2 separate regions of the Arachis hypogaea genome follow, and region 2 is linked to region 1. A link is a contact called in public Hi-C data. All regions are on one chromosome and are shown on one strand. Each heading gives the region's core, a stretch centred on a gene start, on an enhancer-like site or on the middle of the called end of the contact. The rest is flanking DNA. Distances are from core to core; before and after follow the strand shown.

Region 1 (7,224 bases), core at 1,890-4,389:
TTAGACCTCTATGTCGTTATCCAACCTCTTTAAAAAAGTTAGACTATCATGAAGTCCACCTTTATTGATGGGCTATTTTTGTGTTATTGAGTCTGATTTTCATTCTGTTGGTCAAAATTTAAACATTATTCATGAGATATATATTAAAATATAAAATATATTTTAAAAATATAATTAATTTTAATAAATTAAATAATATATATTTATCCATAAATACATAATAATTGATTTTGTAATTGAATTTTGATATACATATAATTTTTTAATAAAAATGCATATCATTGGACGCGTTGCCACTGCAAACGCTAGTAACTGACAAAAATTGTAATCAAACCAATCCCGTCATATCTAAGAACATAACAGAGGCATAGATAAAGAATACTTTGGCGACTTATTCCAAAGGTATGATGTGTGGATTTTGATAATTTCTGAAACAAAATCAGAACCGGCTCTGTTCAGACTGATAATTGCTTACAATCAAAAGCTTAGAGATGCACCGGAATAACAAAAAAGAACCAGGGCATTCCGTGAGCTTAAAATTGCCAGAGCTAGAGATCAAATGTAAGACAAATAATTTCTATCACAGATAAAGTATGGTACAAAGTTAGAAGAAAACAATGATAAACGCACCATACTAGCATTCCTAATAATAATAAAAAATAATCTCTTTTTTTTTTCTTTTTGTTTCAAATAAAAGTGCCTAATCTTCAAGTTAAATTGAGATCATTCCCTCTATGAGGGCGAAGGCAAACCCGGACTTCATGCTCTTCAGGTCCAACACGATGCTTAGGCACCAAGATCTCAAGAACTGATCCTGGCCCATCATAGTATGCTTCAATGTTGGCATCTTCAGGAATTCTCGTTGAGAGAGGGATCTCACGGATGAACTCACCGGGAGGACAGTGCTCTGATGCCGGGTCAGTGAGCTTGAATGTCCGGTCATGCCTCTTAATCAATGGCTTTCGTGAAGTGCTCATACAAGAAACCTTTATGATACCATTAGTCAGAGTGTTCCTCCAAGAAACTTTCACACTTGGAAGTTCTACAAAGGGCAAGCTTATGATAATCAGATAGCCTTGTTCATCTTCATAGATGGTTTTTGCAGCAGTAACAGGTCCATACACACCCTTTATCACCCCACTAAAATCATTCAACCAGTTTGGCTCATTTGGGAGGTGCATTTCTATATCCGGAATCCGATCAGCTGGAGGATTAACAGCCAAGTAACATTCTTCTTCGTTTCCGTGTAGGAAAAAGTCCTTCCTCTTTTTGCCACTGACTGGAGATAGGTCCAGTCCATCTCCATTACTGTGGTTAGACAAATGAGTTGACAAATTCAGTCCAGATCCATTGAGCAGTTTCTTAGGGTGTGAATTCGGAGCACCCTTGATTGGGGCAGGCGGCCTCTCAAGCTCAAAGTCTGTGTTGGGAAGATTCCTCCATGAACTGAAATCGCTTGCTTCAGGTGGGATTGTGAAGTTCAAATCCCGGCCAGTGAGTTCCATCCACCTCTTCTGATCCTCCTCATCAAGGACCATCAGATTGGGGGATGGAACAAGCTCAATGCCATGAACACACTGAGGGTTAGAAAGCCCTCTATAATGCTTCCGCTGCATCCTGTGGGATCGAACAAAACCCTTGTCAACACTGAATGGGAACGGGCGCTCCCCTTGGCGAGAATGCCCATTCATGAAACTCCTCAACTGCATCTTACCCAGCGCGTTATCTGGCCTCTCCTTGAACACCCACATGTACATATTCTCCATGTCATGCTGAACCATGAAAACATCAAGCTTGAGATCAGACTTGTCAAACCCCGAAACACTGTTGCTGTCCCTAACAATTTTGGCCTTAGACTTATCACTCAAAGAGGGCTTAAAGTAGAAACTAAAGAAGAACCAAGCACCCCACATGCTGTCGACTCGCTTAGCACACTTTCTTCCGGCTGCTGCAGCTTTGGGCATGTTAAGAAAGCTCTCAGTCTCATAGCCTTGTGTGCCAAGACCAACATCCAAGACATCACAGGGGTCGGAGTTCCAAGAGGGCGGGGGAGGGCTGCGCTCAGCAGAGAGGGGCAGGTTGATATCTGGTGGACCTGAGAATATGATTTGGCGATTCATCTCCAAATCGAGTTCATCGTGAGAAGATGCACTTGAGTCCATTGACAAGAGCGTTGAGGGGTGGTGATTCTCCATTGACAAAGAAACAAGACAAGAAGAATCTCCCATGCTACCTCATCATTTCCCTGATGAGTTCTATTGCTGGTGTTGTGTTCATTTTTGCCATTCCCAAAAACAAATTCAACAAAACAACCTCATAAACACCTTCATCAGATCAATCACCACTATATATCCCCTCCATCAAACCCTAGATTTATAAAATTGCATTGACAGAAGGGGGAAAAAAAATCAACAAATCCAACCTATACAACAAAACAAATAAAAAAAATCTGTAATTTTTTTCTTTTCTTTCTTCCCTAAGAATAAATTAATTTGAACATATATCTAATAGCACAAACAGAGTGAACACACATATATCTTCTATACTTATGTATCTCTTCAATCTCAGCGAGAGAGGAAGAGATTTTAGGAAAACGCTATAGGAGAATTAAATTATGTATCCCTAATATTCTATACATCTCCTTAAATCCTCCAAAATCAGGTGAAAAACACTGAATCAAAACCATCAAATCCATGAAAACTAGAAACTGAGAGAGAGAGAGAGAGAGAGAGAGAGAGAGAGAAGACCGAAGAAGAAGAGAGAGATCGTCAAAAGGGTTTACCTTTTGGGATAAGCATCGGAGAATCGAGAAGAAGAGTAGCCTCCATAGCCGACGATGATGCTATCAACCATATCATCGACAACCATGTTGCCTACGCTCTCTCCCGCAATATTTTCCCTATTTTTTTTAATTAATCAAAATAATATTATTTTATTATTTCTTTTTTTGGGTGATAACTGATAAGAACCCTAATTCTTCGTCTTCTTGGTTAGACTCATCAAAAGGGAACAGGAAAAAAAATCTAAAAATTCAAAAATAAAACGAAAGAGAAAGAAAAAGAGTAATGGCTGGTTAGTGGTTATAACCGATAAGTATTAACTGATAAGCGAGTACACAGAGGGACAGAGGCGAGTGAGTACTGAGGACTGAGGAGTTTGCATTTATTTTTACTTTTTCTTCTCAAAGAAAAAGATTTATTCATTAAAAATAATCAAATTAAAAAATATATATATAAAAATGTTCACCGTATATATTTAATATTTATAAAAAAAATTAATTATAATGCTCCAATAAATTTTTTTTATCTAAATTTGATTATTTTACTTTGAATTGTTTGATTATTTTATAGTTGCTTATTTTATTTAAAATATTTATAAAATAATATGTATAAATTACACAAATATGTGACAGACTTATCAGAATTTTATTTTTGTATTCCTAAAATATTATTTTTTGAGTGTTTTCATTAAAAAAAGTTATCTCAAAAAATCATGATGCATTTTTCTTTTTCAACATTTTATTTGCTTCCTGAAAGTTCTCATATCCAATTTTGAGATCTCTTATATCAAAAGTTTAGATTTTTAAATTTTCTTTAGCTTAAAGTATATTTTGGATAATTTTTTAGAAATTTTGAGAAGTTCTTTATACATGGTCTTAAGTTCAGAAAAAAGAAAGATTAATTTCAAACATCATTATCTCCTAGTTTGACTCGTAGTTAGCTATAAAACATATGTTAGCTATGTCATCTAGATCTCTATTGTTTTTAACCAACTTGGGACACTCAAATTTGATGTGATTTTATCTACACAGTTTTAGTAAACAACATCCACTTTTGATTTATGCTTCTTATCGTCTCTAAGGTGGCTTCTACGTTATTTCAGCCAAGTTTTTTTGTTTGCTTTCTTTATGAAGGAGGCACATTCGTCCTTCTCCTTTTGATCTTTAGTACGAGAAACCATACTCAGATTCAACATCAGATTCATCTTTTATTAGCAAAGCTTTTTTCCTTTTGATTGTAGGGTCAAAGACTTTGTCTTTGGAGTGATCTATCCCAAGCTAACATCAAGCTCATATTGATGACTTTTGAGGGAACCAAACAATTCAAAAAACTTAAAATTTTCAGATATATGGCTCTCTTGATGATGGTAAGTATAGTATAAAACATAAAACTTCTGAAAATTTTATTACGAGTGAATTTTAATTTATTTTATTTATTAAAAATTTTAATTTTAAAAATTATTTTATTAAATATAATTAAATTAAGTTTTGATAAATTAAATTTAAATTAAATTATAATTTTTATTTAATTTTATAATTATTGAATAATTTTTATATTTAAAAATTAAATTTTTAGTAGTGGTAAAATAATAAAAATTTTATATAATTTAATTTGAATAATTGAGAGTTTTAGTTAATTTTACAAACCAAAAAAGATTAATTATATTATCATCAATTTTAAATTAAAGTACTTATTTAAAAACCAATTAATAAGTTGATAAATAAATAATGTTTTTGAAATAATTTATTTGGATTAAATTTGATTTTAAATTACTACTCTACCTTTCAATTTTATCAAAATACTTAAATTAATTCTAATTCCCAAATCAAACCAACATTAACCCTAATTTCAAACTCAGTCATTCTCCCCTAAACCTTAACACACACACCACACAGAAGAGAAAGGGGCTGCGAAAAAGAAGAGAAAGAAGAGAGGGAAAGGGAGAAGGGATAGTGCCGGTAGGGTTGGGAGTCGTTGCCGTTGAGCACGAAGAGAAGAGAGAGTTTCGCAAAGCAGAGGCATTGAGAGAGACAGAACCGTTGATATTCACATTCCAAGACTGTGTAATCAAATTATTAATCTCCTCATTGTCGCACCATCTATCTTGAAATCTAAATCTCCTTTTAGTGCTTGTTTTGACGACATTATTTTAATAAAAAAGATCTTTATTCAATGAAAAAATATCTTTTTTTTATTTTTTAGCGTGTTTGACAAATTTTTAGAAGTAAAAGTAAAAGTACTAGACAAATAAAAAAAACATCTTTGTTGAGAAGCTGTAATTTACATCTTTTTTTAAAAGATCTTTTTTTCTTAAAAAAAGATGTTTTTCATGTAATAAATAAATAAATAAGTACTTTTATATCGTTATACCCAAACATAATTGATAGATAAAAAGATCTTTTTATATGAAATATCCAAACATAAAATTACTTCTACTCTTTCATAAGATCTTTTAAAAAAAGATAACTAAAAAAAAATCTTTTCTTATCAGTTCACCCAAACAAGTCCTTAACCCTCTTACCCTCTTTTTTTGAACAAAGCATCAGCGGGCGATGATCCAAACCAGAATAATCTAAGTGTAAAAGGAAAGTTGTTGGAAACACTGATCTCCATACCATGATTGTCAATGTTCTTTCCAACCTCTCCTTAATTAAGTTTCTGCCGAATTGCATTTATTCCATGTGAATTTTTCACCTTCGAAACTAATGTCCACCAGATTCCCAGCATTTATAAAGTTGCTGGATAAATGTTATGGATTTTGGCCTTTCCCCTTCTTTCCATGATGAGCCCGAATAGCATTAAAATTCCCAATAACTACCTTCTCCTCACCACTTGCCTCCAAATTCTGCAATATCTTAATATACTGCGTCTCCCTAACTGCCTCTTTCGTTTGCATATGGACTCCAATTACCTTCCGCTTTGATTTAGAGTTATGATTTTCAGTCACAAAGTGGATAAAGAAAGTGTCATGTTCTACTATCCGGACAATCTCTTTATCTCTCCATGTCACCAATAACCCTGCTGCTTGCCTAATAGAATCAACAATAAACATTGAGTTAAAACCCACTCTCCTCAACACTACCTCTACAGTCGGGGTATTAGTCTTTGTCTTATACCTCGGAAGAATGGGATTTACAAATTCCTTTTATGTTATAAACTGAATGGAATTTTCTTAAACCCCCACAGTTTCACATTGTCATCTTCATTCCTCTCTGGATGTCAATTGTTGGGTGGCACCCTCCCACTTCATTGCTGCCTCCACTTCTTCTTGACATTGTTTGTTAATACTGGAACTCTTCCTTAATCCTCCTGACCTCCTTTTAACTCCGAGTATCAGTTTATTTGCTTGATTTTTTCTAGCACAACTTTTAAGATTCTACCTTGTTGATTCCATCATACCCGTCACTCCTCCGATTTCTTCAAAGATAAAAACACTCCACACACTATTAAGGTAGTTTGTGTCAATCTGCTTTCCTACTTTTCCTTCTTTAATCTCCTGTGCATCACTCTTACCTATCCCTCTCCCTTATTTTTTTCAATCAGTATATAATAGTACTAATTAACTAGATCTAGAAGAGAATGAGAGAGAGATAGAGGGGGGGGGACACAGAGCGGGGTAGAGTATGGGAACGACATCAACATTCGAAAGATCCTAGGGTTTGGAACAGAAAAGAATATTATCGACTGGAAAATGAGTCTTTCTCCATCTTTGTTGAAAATTTACCGGGAGATATCTCAAAGAAAGAATTATTTCACCCTTTCACCTGGACAGGAAGAATCAATGACATTTATCTTTCTCGTAAAGAGAAAAAAAGTATGATATATCTTTTTGCATTTATACGATACACGACCAAAGGAGGGGCACTGAAGGCGATAACGGAAATGGATCGCATGCGATTACGTGGGAAGATAATCTCAGTTCAAGAAGCGAAGTATAGAAGGCCAGTAAAGGAGAAGGTAAGAAGAATTCAGGCCGGAAGTGGCGAACAGACTGCGGTTGAGAATAGGCGGACTCAACGTGGGGACAATGTGCATACGGATACAGGTGAAGGAGTGACGATGAAGAATACGTCGAATAGGCACCCAAACGGTAATGGCTGGACGAAGAAAGTTGAAGTAACAGTTGCAGAAGAGAATATGGGTTGGCTAGCAAGAAGTTTAGTCGGGGGGACGACCATGGCCATAGATCTCAATGCACTGAAGAAGGCAGTTAGCAAGAATGTGCCTCAGGTTGTTCAAGTCCGGGAATTAGGAGCGTATAAGGCACTATTAACTTTTGACACTGTGGAGCATACGGAGGAGTATTATACATTCAAAATGAATAGTCTTCTGCAATTTTTTCATAGTGTTTGGAGATGGAAAGAATCGGAACGAAGTGAGACTAGAAGAGTATGGTTAGAATGTTTTGGAGTGCCACTGCATGTGTGGTCCGCAGAAACGTTCA
Region 2 (7,093 bases), core at 1,401-3,900, 380 kb before region 1:
GACCGACTATACTTTATGATACAGAGTGTTGGACGGCTAAAGAAAAGCACAAACATAAGTCAAATGTGTCAGAGATGAAAATGTTGAAATTGATGAGTGGTCATACGTGATTGGATAGAATATGGAATGAAAATATAAAAAAAAGGATTGGAGTAGCACTTATTGTGAAAAAGATGGCAGAATCGCGTCTCAGGTAGTTTGGTAGTTTGTACATGTAAGAAGAAGACTGATAGAACAACCAGTCAGAAGGGTGGATAAGTTAGAAGATGAATAAAGGGTGAAAGGCAGAAAAAAAAACTAAAAAGACCATCCATGAAGTGATCAAACGAGATCTACATATAAACGATCTCTATGTAAACATAATACTTGATAGAACTCAATGATGTCATTTAATTCATTTAGCCGACCCACCTAGTGGGACAAAACTTTGTTGGTATTGTTGTTTTTCACTTAAACAAATCAATCCAAACCAACACTAAATAGAATAAGCCTGTCAGCACTTTTTTTCATGCAAGGGTTAGCTGCCCGTATAAATGTTAACTCGAACTTGATCCAATATTTTTACTGGACAATTTATTATTACTCCATCGAAGATGTGATTATAACCCTTTGAAGTATTATAACTCTTTCATTCCATCCAAAATCAAAACTCACATACATATATGATACATACCTTTCATAATTCAAATTCGGTCTAATGCATGCATTATTGAGATGCTTAGTCTCTATGATTTATGGTACATGTCTTTAACTTTTTCTAGCACATTCAGTGAATCATCATGACTCAAGACACTCAAAAAATTAGTAGATGAGGTGATATCACTGATATCCTTAAAGGCCAACAGAATCTTTATTGGAATTTGATTGATGTGAGACACAAACAAGATCTAGACTCAGCTAAAAACTACTAAGATTTTATGATCCCACAAATCATGCAAACTTTAACAAAATCAATTGTAAGATCAAAGATTAACTAACCAACCATGCAAAACAAGTATAAAATACATATTGAAATACAAAATATACATTGAAAACAAGTTAAATAAATATATATTTATACACATATTTTTGTGACTAATTTTGAAATGTACGTAGCATTTTTGTTAACCAAAACATACTGAGAACAAAATTTCCTGATATAACTATAGGAAAGCTATAGTGCAGAACATGCAAATGTTGCAAGAAAATACTTAACTTTAAATTATAAATATCATAATATGATGATAACAACGACCGAGTCTTATCCTCTAGGAACGAATGGCTATATAGATGAAATGATATCATAATATCATATTGTAAATGGAATAATTAATGTACAATAGTGCAGACACTTTCAGTGGGAAGAGATCTTCTCTATTTAATTTTTACTTGACAATGTAAAGTGGATCTCTCGATAAAAAATCTCTATAAAATTCATGGTAAAATATCACACGTAATATTGTCAAGTGAAAACTAAATTAACAGGATCTATTCCCATATCTGGGTGAGTCTGTGCCTCCATGCCCAACCACAAACACATCAGCATGTTTTCTTCCTCATCTTATTCTCCTCTTTAATTACTCCCTCAACTAAGATCCTCCTTCTATCTCTAGAACTAGAAGACACCTTCTCCACTTCCCTCTCCTAAACAAAATTTGAAACTCCATTGTGTTCCATATTCCAAAACCCTTTATTACTTTGCACATGACCTGCTGTGTTTCACTTTATTTTTATTAACTACAGAACAACATGTTTAGTGAGACTATGGGAGGCATACCAAAACTAAAGGATGTGCCTTACTATTTAACTAATAACTAGTGGACTGCATATATAGTATAAAAGCATTCTAAATTTCCAATTGAAGAAAATTAATCCAGCTCCATTATGTGATATGTGTACTGCCACGATAAAGTTCTAACACTTCTGATCTCAAAATAAAAGAGAAAAAATAAACCAAAATAATGTAAAAAAATAAAAAAATAAACACTAAACGAAACATCAAAAACTCTAAATGAAGAAACTTATATAAATCTCTAGTGTAACATTCACGGCATTTGACAAACGTCACATAATGAGCTGCCAACTTAACATAAGACTAAACTAAACTACTTTTTCCAATTTTAAAATCAGTTATCAAACTATAAAGGATAAATCTTATTAGGCTTCAAGAATGCTTGAGTAAAATAGGAAACAGAACTTAAGTATATCGCTAAAGCCAATTACTGGGGAAAGCCTTACCCTAAATTTGTTTATCAATATTATATTGCTCAAGCCATGATTGCACCAAATTCAGTAGCAGTGGAGCACATAATCTAGCAAATTCATCTACCACGGTTTCATTATCTTTTTTTATGATTTATGAAAGTTTCTTACTTGCAGAAACCTTGGAAGCTCAGATATATATATAACAAAAATTGTAGTGTCAATGAAGTCTTTGATAAGATATAGCAGTAAGCTCACATCACATGCTCAAAATGAAGTTCATTTCTATATCAACTTAACTTCCATTAGAAAAATAGCTAAGTCTACAACATGAAAATCACAACCACACAGTACCCTAGTTCCCTTCATACTTTGGATCAGCCATAACAAAATGGTAAGCTATCACCAGTACAAAGATGAAGATGCCAAGGAAATTGGCAAAGAAACCCAGATCTTGATCATCAATCATCTGTAGCAGGAAGCAAAAACAAATTCATGTCAATACCATGGTTTTGGGCATCAAAATAGATATCTTATTCTTTTCCAACTGAAAGCACGTACAATTTGAACTGTGAATCTCTTATACTGAACACTGAATTAAGGAAAAATTTAATTAATATTGATTCCTAAAACATGATCATATAGACCCCATCGATATATCAGAATTCAAAAATTAGAATCTTCTAACCTAACAAATCACACTAAATTATAACAAAATCAGAAAGCAAGTTGTTGCTTAGCAGTTTAAATCTACAATGCTCACGAACATTACAGTAAAATAAAATGATATTGTTTATGACATTCACATCTTCAGGCTTCAACCTAAATCACATTTGTGAAAAAAATCATTCTAATTAGTGTTTCATATGATTAATTAATCAAGCAATTGGCGCTAATTCTCTAACTACACATAACTCCATAACCAAAAAAAAAAATCAAGAACAAAAAATCAGCATACAAATTTGTGGCTCTTCGTTAACAAATTCCAAAAAGGAAAAAAGAAATCAAAATTAAAATCAAAGGAAGAAACGGTAACAAGTAACAAAACCAGATCTGAAACTTAACAGAGAAGCATAAAGCCAGAATGAATATTGGGATTCGGAATCGGCAATGTCAAAGACTAAAGAGGCCGAGTTTAATTGAAAACGAAAATTGGGGATAAGGTCACAGAGAAGACGTTGAAATTGAGAGGTAACCTTAGGATGCTGCAGATGGCTTCGGTCTCACTGTGTTGTGCTTCGTCAGTGTGTGCCAAACTCTGGTACCTTCTGCTAAGTGTTAACCCCAAAAACTCAATAATACCAATTACCAAACACGGAAATAAGACTACTAAGGGTGTGTTTGGTAAACATGTTTGAAGGAAAAAAGTACGTTAAAACTTTTTGAAAGCTTCAATTTTTTGTTTGGCTATTTTTTTTTTTACAAACGCAGAAGTGATTTTGTTCATAAAATTACGTTTACAAGAAGCAATAATTTCTAACTTCTCCGCTGCACTAACGTGCTTTTAGTCACTACCTTTAACATTTAATTTTTTTTTACCAACTTTATCCTTTATGTATATTATTGCATTATTTATAAAATTCTTATTATTTTTCTCTATATGAATTTTTTTTATTATTTATTATTTATATTTTTTATTAATTTTTTATTTGACATTATATATTTTTATAGTTATAATTTTTGTGTATTATATTTATTATTATCTTTTTATAATAAAATTTATTGATCTGTAAAATAAATTAAAAAAAATTAACCATAAATAATAATAATAATTAAAAATTATAACGTACTAAAAAAGAGTACTAAGAATATTAAAAATATACTATATAAAAAACATATAAGAAAAAAAAATAAACATGTATAAAAAAATAACATTATAATTTAATTTCATGTCCTTTTAAGTAATTATCTATCTAAAAGTGATTTTAACTAATATTATCCAAACAATATTTATTTTATCAAAATCAATTTTGGTATAGAGTTGCCAAACATAAATCATGTTGACACAAACTTACTTTTACCCAAAATCAGTTTTATAAAATCACTTTTATTCAAATTTCAGTTTGACAATCCAAACACACACTAAATTGTATTAGCCTTCTAGGGTGTGCATGGGTCGAGTGAAATCGGGTTTGATGTGATCCAGACTCGACCCGAAATATATACCGGTCTATTTATTTGACCCGAATTTGGCCCTAGACCCGATGAAACATATACACTTTCGGGTCACGATTATATCAGGTAAAAACCGGGTGAAAATCAGGTCGTTAACATTACATTACCTTGATACCTTCTTATAAGTTAGCATGTGAAAATATCCAAATTTACAAGACTCCAACTATTATTTGACATGGTAAAATTCACTTAGAAAAATATAACAAGAACCAACTCTTCTCTAAAATTAAAGTATAACCATAATCAATACTAATATTGTCTAATAATACCAAATATTTAAATCAATATAAATAACACAATATTATGCATTAGTCTAAAATCTTATGCATTTTAAACATAAAACATTAACTTATAGTCTTATAATAACTAATAACACAAAATATTAAGGTTTACAATACTTAAATTTCACATAAAAATAGCCATCATCCATCACTAATAACACAATATTAATTGTATATGATGACCGGGCTAACGGGCCGACTTCGAGTGATCTGAACCATGGCCCGGACCCGACCCGAAATAATAACCGGGTCTATTTTTAAAACCCTTATCCAACCCTAGACCCGGTGAAATCACACCAAAATAGTCCCTAACGTGTTCGGGACTGGGCCGGGTCTTCGGATCGCCGGGCCATACACACCCGTATTAGCCTCTTATATCTTTTATTTTTTAAAGGGAAAAAAATATAACACTTTTTTTACGTAATAATATAATGAATTGTCTTTTTTATTTAAAAAATATGTGTATTAATTTTTGAAGTGTTTGGATATAATTTGAGGAAAAAATCATTTAATTAGAAAAGATGATTTATTTGTCTTTTTTTTAAGAAGAAAAAAAAACTTTTGCTATAATAATAATAATAATAAATTAATTAAAAAGATTACGATTTATATTAATAAAATAAGGTAAGAATATCAACAAAATTGTCCATAATAGACTTTTGCTAATTATTTTATTATTGATATGGCTGTTATAACTTTTGCTAATTATTTTATGCTTTAGTTATTCTGTTGGTTCTTATAGTTTCATGAAATTTTTAATTAGGTCTTTGTACTTTTTTTCTTTCAATTGAGTTCTTGCACCAAAATTTTTTTTTAATTAGGTTGCTACACTTTTTTTTTCTTTTATTTGGGCCCCTGCACCAAATTTTTTTTAGTTGGGTCCCTATAAAATTAAGTCAATTACTGCAGCGACTTAATTGAAAAAAATATTAGTGCATGGACACAATTAAAAGAAAAAAAAGCATAGGGACCTAATTAAAAATTCTGCGAAACTATAGGGACCAATAAAATAATTAAACCTTATTTTATTATTGATATGGTTGTTATAACTCAATCAAAATGTTACTCCGTACATTATAATTCGGCTTCGTGAGTTATAATTCAGTCTCGTACACCAAAACGTATATCATAACGTCCTGATATAAAATTTACTCTTCTTTAATACAATTAATCTCTAAAGCATAACTGTTAATATCTCGACTCGCATATAAAGGAGGTAAGACGCTTTATCAAGGAGATAATTTTTTACTCACACATTGACTGATTTAAGAATCGAAGTGCCTTTTGCAGTTCTTTGTTCTTTCTGCACCAAGGCATATCTCTTCCCAGACAAGAAGCTCGGAGTTAACTGTCAAGAGGACGAGCTATACCCAATCATTCCACACAAGAACAATTAGCGCCTACAGTGGTGTGTAACAACCCGAATTTTTATGCCAACACGATGTTTTTCAAAAAATGTTATTCTCAGCAATTAGTTTTATTTTCGATGAGTTTATTCAGAGTTTCGAAGTAAAATAAATGATAATATAATTTTATTATTATGTTACTAATTTATTTTATATGCTATATGTGACACCCTACCACACAGAGCTTTACACCTAGGATGTAAAACAGAGGTGGCGAGGCGCTACGACTTCTAAAAGTAAATTTTATATACATAATATAGTGAAAAAGATTTATAACTAGAAGCCTTTGAAAAAAAGTTAAAGTAAAAATAAAAAAAAATAGTAAAATGAAAAGCGCAACACTCACGATACGTAAGCGATAAACGGAAAAGATAAGAGAAGCTAATATAGATATAACCGAAAGAGAGTTCCAAGGTACAAATATCAAGCTCAAGACCCGGCTCGCGAAGATAAATCGGCTTGAGCACATAAGTATATAACATATATATAAGAGAACCCAAAATAAGCCCAAAATACAGAGTTATAGAACATATTTCTCCAAAATAACCTCTAAGAGGAAGTTAATACATCAAATACATAAGCATTGGAGATAAAAGTATCTACATATATACATATATCTAAAATAAAGCCCCAAAGATAAGGATCTCCGCTATTAGAAGCTTCTAGTATGCCTCAAAGAGGTGCCTCGTGTCCTGTATCTGAAAACCACAAAATATGTATGGGATGAGAACCGAAGATTCTCAGCAAGGTAACGGTGCCCACATAACTAACATATAAGGTCCCGGAAAAGCCAAAGGCAATCCTAGAACTTCCGACAATAGATTCAAACTTAAAACTAACATTTTAAACCATAAACAGGGTGAGGTATCTAAGGCTTCTTGGTTCCATCTCAAATCCTAACTTAACCCCTAAGCTCATCATCCCTTTCTCCAATCCTCCGAAATACCGATGCACAGACGAATATAGAAAATAAGCATATATATTCAAGTAAGCAAACCCAAGTAGTGCAAAACCAAACAAGTCACATAAATGCATATGATGCATGCCTTT

What was found. Hi-C and Micro-C count contacts between places; a contact is called where the count stands out from the background.
Region 2: a Hi-C map of leaf shows a contact between it and region 1, with 2.3 times the contacts expected there. The contact joins the promoter of LOC112727215 here to the promoter of LOC112727210 in region 1.

Annotation. Positions count from the first base shown.
Region 1 is chr12:26,659,015-26,666,238 of arahy.Tifrunner.gnm2.J5K5, reverse strand. It overlaps LOC112727210, which reads right to left and starts at 3,139. Exons shown (of 2, transcript XM_025776878.3): 1 at 2,783-3,139; 2 at 392-2,367. The coding sequence starts at 2,228. The coding sequence ends at 708.
Region 2 is chr12:27,037,444-27,044,536 of arahy.Tifrunner.gnm2.J5K5, reverse strand. LOC112727215 (dolichyl-diphosphooligosaccharide--protein glycosyltransferase subunit 4A) reads right to left here and starts at 2,650. Exons shown (of 1, transcript XM_025776882.2): 1 at 2,394-2,650. The coding sequence starts at 2,650. The coding sequence ends at 2,537.